2 separate regions of the Ovis aries genome follow, and region 1 is linked to region 2. Evidence: chromatin contacts called from public Hi-C data. All regions are on one chromosome and are shown on one strand. Each heading gives the region's core, a stretch centred on a gene start, on an enhancer-like site or on the middle of the called end of the contact. The rest is flanking DNA. Distances are from core to core; before and after follow the strand shown.

What was found. Hi-C and Micro-C count contacts between places; a contact is called where the count stands out from the background.
Region 1: a contact with region 2 is called in a Hi-C map of hypothalamus, with 5 times the contacts expected there. The contact joins the promoter of EPC2 here to the enhancer-like site in region 2. A contact is called at or near these places in 4 of 16 Hi-C or Micro-C datasets (hypothalamus, muscle, skin fibroblasts and 1 more).

What each region holds. Positions count from the first base shown.
Region 1 is chr2:160,901,658-160,905,061 of ARS-UI_Ramb_v3.0, reverse strand. It overlaps EPC2 (enhancer of polycomb homolog 2), which reads left to right and starts at 1,654. Exons shown (of 12, transcript XM_060409981.1): 1 at 1,654-2,077. The coding sequence starts at 1,925.
Region 2 is chr2:160,595,894-160,599,552 of ARS-UI_Ramb_v3.0, reverse strand. It overlaps KIF5C (kinesin family member 5C), which reads left to right. Exons shown (of 26, transcript XM_012137979.4): 16 at 2,415-2,603. Among named protein-coding and RNA genes, the nearest start is that of LYPD6B, 49 kb to the right of the region's middle. Within about 2 kb of position 1,537, at least 10 of the 54 cell types and tissues checked have an H3K27ac peak or open chromatin away from gene starts, as enhancers often do. A contact at or near this core is called in hypothalamus, where this site is marked.

The DNA.
Region 1 (3,404 bases), core at 405-2,904, 310 kb before region 2:
GTGGATGGAAAACACTCAAGCCCCACTAAGCATGCCTGAATTCTTGCTGGGTGCAGGGGTTAGGCTATGCCAGGCAGTCTGTATCCACCATTTTGCCTTCACAGGGGGAGGTGGAGAGAAAAGGGAGGAATTCAGGCAGGAAAAAGAGAGGAGAGTAAGTAAATGATCTGAGAGTAAGTAAATGATCTGAGAGAAAGTGGAGGAAGAGATGGAGCTTTGATGTCACATACGAATGACTAAGAGTAAGTTTTTTTTCTCTTCTAGATGTCAGCAAACTATCTACTTTCTTTGAATTAGGAAAGATATTTATCAATTATTACAAAATGGCAAAATGTTACACTCTTCCTAGGAATTTTGCAGGAAAACTGTAGTGCTTAAAGTCTAACCAAGGAACTCAGTTAAATGAGGCTGATGTCAACAATAGCTGGTGCTTGTTTGAGTCAGCTGGATCTTCTCTCCTCTTTAGAACTTCCTCTAACTGGTTCAGGCTTAAGAAGTCTCCTTTCTCGGAACTCTCCTGGCAATCAGGGTTTGTGGGACTCACTTGGTAATTAATCATGTCTACTGCCTTGTGTCATCACCTATACAGTGTTCTTCAAGGGATCAATTTTTCTTTTTTTTTTTTTTTTTACTGTCATTCTTCATTTTGCTTTCTGGTTGCCCTGCTCTTCAATTATTTACATCTCTTATTGTTATTCATCTTTCCAACCTTTCTGCCATCCCATCAATGTCAAAGTTGCACGAAGAACTTTGTATCTCAAACTTCTTTGCGCCTTCCACAGCACCAATATTTTAGACAGACCTGTCACTTTGGGAATGTGTGCTGCCTTGGTTAAATTTTATAAGCTTAATTTTTAAGAACTCTAGTTTTGAAATTAGAAATATCTATCATCCACTACGTAATTCTATGAAGTTTGGGAGACAGGTTCAAGTGCACTTGTTGCATCTGGCAGTCTCAAACGTTAAGCCTCACTGCAGGCGTTAGCATCCTCCCGGCGAAAGCGAGGATGCCTTACCTTGGAGAGCTCTTTCGGTCACGTACCGAAGAGAGGATGCGGGGAAGAGGGCTGGGGCCATGTGAGTTTTCCGGGTGGGCGAGACCCGGCAGGTCTGCGCCCCTCGGAGTCGCGAGAAGAAATGAACCTTTCACACTTCTCAGGGCTGTACGAATCGGAAGATGCGAACGAGCCGGCGCTCGAGGCGCCTTAGAAATAAGCTCTTCATAAGTACAGGCGCGGTGGGGCAGCTGTGGCGCCTGTTGACATCTTCCCTTCCCGCTTCAGCACAATCGCGCTGCTCAGCGCGGCTGTTCTGCGCGGCGCCTTCCTCGGGGTACCCAGCGAGCGGGGTGTCGGGGCCGCAGAGGCAGAGGCGCACGCTCAGGGGGCGCGGGTTAACTTGCGCACCTGGCACCTGCCACACGGCGAGGGCGCGGGCTGCCGAGCAGAGAGCGGCCGTCGCCGCCACCCCCTTTCTCCGGAGCGGCCGGAGGCTGAGCACGCACCCGCGGGCCGGCCGCGCAGCGGAGAGAGTGGGTGGGCAGGCGAGGGAGGGGAAGGGAGAGGAAGGAGGGAGGGAGGGAGAGGGCGAGGCGCGTCCCCGCGGCGGGGGCGCGCTCTCGCGCGGGCTGCCGGGATCGCTCGCCGCCGCTGTGGTAATGTCCGCCATGTTGGCCATGGCGCAGGGAGCGGATCGGGCGGGCGAGCGGCGGATCTAGTGTGTGGAAGCGGCCGCGGGCGGCGGGGGGCTGTTTTCGGGCGGGGTGGGCGCCCATGCTGTGGCCGGGGGCAGTGAGGAGGAGGAGGAGGAGCGGGCCGGCCGCGCTGCACTGAGGAAGGAGGTGGAGGAGGCGGCGGGAGTCCTCCCCCCCTCCCCGCCCGCCCCGCCGCCGCCGCCCGGGCTGTTCCTGTGAGGCGGGGAGACAATGAGTAAACTCTCCTTCCGAGCGCGGGCGCTGGACGCCGCCAAACCGCTGCCTATCTACCGCGGCAAGGACATGCCTGATCTCAACGACTGCGTCTCCATCAACCGGGCCGTGCCCCAGATGCCCACCGGGATGGAGAAGGAGGAGGAATCGGTAGGGACTCGAGTGTTTATTACCCCCCCTTCTCTCCTCCCCCCTCCCCTTTGTCAGTCGGGCCTCGCCATTCACAGAGCGCTTTACGCTCGCTGGAGGGCGCCGCTGCCGCTCCATCGCATGGGACCCTACGCCGGCGGAGTAGCGTAAACCCTCTCGGCCGGCGCAGCGCCCGCCCGCGGCCGCCATGTTGTTGCGTCCCAGTGTTGTGATTAGCTCGCAGCGCCGCTTACGCTGCCGTAAGGGGGCCTTGCCGTAAGCGGCGGCCGGGAATGGCGCAGGGGATGTTCTGGCCGCACTTGGCGTACGGCCTCTGTTTACCTACCCCCCAACACCTCGCACCTCGGGTGTGGTATTAATTAATCGGCAAGGGACCCTTTGGCTAGGGAAGATTGCCCCCCGCTCCAACACACACACACTTTTAGCTTTAGTTTCGCATTAGGTTCTCTTTGATATGAGTTACGGAAAGTAAAGCGCTTTCAAAACAAACATTATCTTCCCCCTAGCAAGGTAATCTCGTTCCTCGGCCCTCGTTGGTGCAGAGGGATGGAGGTGATGGTGCAGCACTGCGGCGGGAGAGGGCGGGGGCCGCGACTAGTAGCAGGATGTAGCGTTAGAAAGCCGCTGACCGGCTAGCTCCGTGGCCCGGAGCTAGTCGTTTCTGCCTGCCTAGGGGGGACAGCGCCCGCTCCGTGCGTTGTGTTAGAAAGGGACCGAGGATGTGCTGTCCTCCGGTGGCGTCCCCGACAATTGTCACGGCTTGGCGGACGGGGCGGGGGCATCTTTTAGAAGTTGAGGACCTACTGCATCCAAGTTGACAGCTGCATTTAAAAAAAATTAATAATAGCAGTTTAGGGCAAAAATGCTTTCCCCCCGATGGCCTACATTTTGGATACGGTTGAATTTCACCTGGCTTGACAGTGTTGATGACTCTTGGAGTGGTGGTACTTGGCGTGCGAAGTTCATAGTAACTGCACCCTCAAGAATTTCTTCAATGAACCTGTGGTCCCGCCTTATTGTCAACCCCGAGTGTGTGTGGATTGGTTCTCTTGCTTCTGTGACTGTCAAAAGAAGGCCCAAGGTTTCTGTGATTGGTTTTCTCTTTTGACTATTAATATTGCAGGAAATGCTTTTATGCTTTTGATTGGCTGCTCGAGTTGTGACCTCATTATATTACCTTGCTGTTACTACTTTCTGCTGTGATTTAATCACATTTCTCGGTGTTCGATTATTTGAAAGCCTGGGCTTTCTGTAGAAAACGAGTATGTCCTCAATATTAGATGAACATTGAACTTAAAAAAAATAAGATGAAAACCCAAGATTTATA
Region 2 (3,659 bases), core at 288-2,787:
GAATGTGAGCAGTCACTTCACTTACCTTTTACTTGGCCTAGAAATGGCTCCTTGGATGACTGCAGTATGCTCTAGAGACGTGGATGAGGGTGATTCCTATACAGGCAAGACGGAAGGGGGAGGCAGTCTCTTCTGCTGAATTAGCCATCCACACTGGGCCTCATGGTCTAGTACATACATTCCAGTCACTGTCAGACCCAGAGGAGAGTTATTAAATAAGCCTACAGCAGCAAACTCTGATTCTTCTTTTTAAAATAAGAGTATACTGGAATTACTGAAAACTCTGAAGTTATATGACTACATATATGAGCTTGTAAGTGGTAAGAAACCTTGCAGTTAATATTTGCCTGGAGTACTGTGTGTTTGTTTTTTTTTCCCCCATCAGGTGTAGATTCAAAATCTCCTTTTTGACCTCCTAGAATAAGTATAGGCTTCAGAAGTTATGGTTCTGGTTTGAGGGAAGAAATACCCAGTTCTCACTTTAGAGAATGCCCATTTTTGTGATTTATTTTTTTTCTACTCATCTCCAATTCAGATGTCACCTGGGCATAGAACACAATGTGCCCTCAGCTGAAGAACGTCTTAGAGGAGGAGGTGTTTGCTTCCTTCCCACGACACCCTAACTCGGTTCAGCAATGTTCTAACCCCCAGGAGGGTATAGGTTGTGAATTCCACACAAAAGAGATGGATGTCTCCTTACCTTTATACAGAAAGACAATACACAGGGCACACTTGGTCAGGCTAAAGAATGAGTTTCTCATCTCTGTACCATGTTGGACCGATCACCAAGGCACAAGGAGAAAACTGAACTTAAAGATTGTGGGGTTTTCTCATCTGTTATCTCCATGATACTGGATTATGAAAGAAGTGTAATGAGTGGATTTGGTAGGCAAATCGCTGGCAAACGGAAGTGTAACTGATTAGGAAGAACCTCCATTAAAGTAAGGGGCTTCCCTGGTGGCTTAGCTGGTAAAGAATCTGCCTGCAATGCGGGAGACCTGGGTTTGATCCCTGGGTTGGGAAGATCCCCTGGAGAAGGGAATGGCTACCCACTCCAGGACTCTGACCGGGAGAGTTCCTTGGACTGTATTGTCCATGGGGTCGCAGAGGGTCGGAAGGGACTGAGAGACTTTCACTTTCGCTTCTGTTCAAGTAAGATGGAGTCAGATGTTGATAATTGTGGATTTTCTTGCTGTGAACCTGAACTCTGTGTTGTGTTGATTGACCCTGAGATGTTTAGCAACATTGTTGGGGAATTTTTAGGGGAAGGTTGACACCAGATTTCAGGCACTCAGCACTGTCCTGTGTACTTTTTACCTGCTGCCAATTTTCAGGGTTGATAGACCACTCTGGGTTCATAGCTCTTAAATGTTTACTGAAAAAAATAGTCATACGATGAGCTAATGACAGCAATAATGACAAAAGTGGGCAGACGGAGTGTATTGTGAAACATCAAAAAAACAGAGTTGGAATCACTGTCTTAAACTGAAGCCTCTGTTCGTGGGATGGGTACTGGAGAGGGCTCTTGTTTTCTCCTGAGGTGCTAGGGTGCCCTCTGGTGGTTAAACAAAATATTCGCAGTTACTTTGCTCCTCAAGGCTATCTCTGCATCTCAGCAAGTGGGTTTCTATCCCAAGTATCTTGCTGCATTATTTGTATCCTGTAGAGCTCTGAAAATTAGACAACAAATATGAGATAGTAGAAGAATTCTTATTGTCAGAATCTTTTCTTCTAAAGGTGAATTTAAACTGTTATTCTCAGGTGATCTTAACTAAGCGAGATCCCTGTGTGCAGGCAGGTAGGGGCAAGGAAACATTGGTCATAATGAGAAGTCATGCAGGAAAACTTTCATCCAGAGCTGTTTCTGGTGATAACATGTTCTTTTTCATTAGATTCTTTAATTGAGAACTATATAGAGAATCCTCTGTATTTCAACCTTTGCTTATAGAAACATGTTCAAGCTCTTAGACTGCTTGTTTCTCTGGATAACAGACTGTAGAGAACATAATTGAAGTTTTGAATGATTTCTTTTGGGACTCCGGATCACCTTTAGGAACACTGGGTTTTGCTGCCCTTCCAGAAATGTAAGGAACACCTCTTCCGAGTTATCTCTTTTTAAAATTTCAATATTTTTTTCTACTGATATCATCTCTTTCATTCTAGAAAATCAATTGTAATGAAAAACCTGGTTAATTGAAGATTATATTAATTGAGGTTTTTCACTGGAAGTTTTATCTGAGGTTTCAGAGAACGTCAGGTGGAACCTATAGTTCAACTTGTGGTTCTCAGCTTGTGGTCCTGTGATTAGGGATTCTTAACCCAGAAATCCACAGACATCCCCATGGACAGGTTTCAGGGCCCTGTGAACCTCTGGCAGTCTTAGGCGTCATTGAGTGGTTCCCTCCTGTGCTCAGTTGGCAGATGTGAACGGAGTCATTGAAGAGGAATTCACCATGGCCCGGCTGTACATCAGCAAGATGAAGTCGGAGGTCAAATCTCTGGTGAACCGCAGCAAACAGCTCGAGAGCGCCCAGATGGACTCCAACAGGAAGATGAATGCCAGCGAGCGGGAGCTGGCAGCCTGCCAGCTGCTCATCTCCCAGGTAGGCCACGCCTTTGTTCATTATGTCACACCCTTGTGCTCTGGAAATCTGGTTCCTCCACGCTCCTGCTAAGGCTGTTGGTACCTAATATGGACTTATCCATGGCCTCCCAGGCAGTGACCGGCCAGGCTTATTCTTAAGGCTAGGTTTAGTTGTACAAATTACATGAATTACCTTCAGTCTTTTTTTTAAGGGATGTATCTACATATCTTTATCTAGCTATTTATAAATAAGTAGGTAGGTAGATAGGTAGGATAGATAGTGATGTATAATGAATGGAAAAGATTCAGTTCAGTTCAGTGGTACCCGACTCTTTGCCACCCCATGGACTGCTGCATGCCAGGCTTCCCTGGAAAAGTGGAAAAGATTGGGTGGCACCTAAAACACGTCTCAGCTAAGGCCGCATTCTTTGATCTTCTAATCTCTACCACGGATCCAGTTTAATATGGGACAATAGAAACTGCCGCCACCACCAGTATGGCAGTAGCAGGAAACGTTTTACTGAGTGCTTACAGTGCCCTGTATACTGTGTTAAGCACTTTGCATGCAACCTCTCACTTGATCTTTAGAAAAATTCTGATAGGCAGGTGTTATGATTGTCCTTGCTTTTTAGATAAGGAGAATGAGACTTGAAAGATTAAATATACTGTCCAGACTCAGATAGCCAGTGAAAGGCAGAGCTGGCACTCAAACCTTTGTGTGGAAACTCAAAGCCTTGCAGGGATTTTCGAGCCCTAGTGATAAGGTAACTCTTCTGTCCATTAGAAAGAATTTTCATTTTAGCATGGTGGTTTCAGAAGACAGCAGCCTTGTTTCTGGTCTGCCACTGCACCTGAGGCTGGTGTTTGGGTTTGAGGCTTCTGTGAGTGGTCCAGTGTGTGCTGCTCACTGCCTCAGTCCAGGCATTGAAATAGCTAAAGTCGTTTGGGGAGAGCAGATACCAGCGTGTAATGGCACATCTGACAGTGCTGAGAAGCAGACGAAAGCATACTTCATCCTGTATGCTTTTAAACAGAGGAATGTGTCATCATACAACCATCTCCAGCCTCCTCTCCT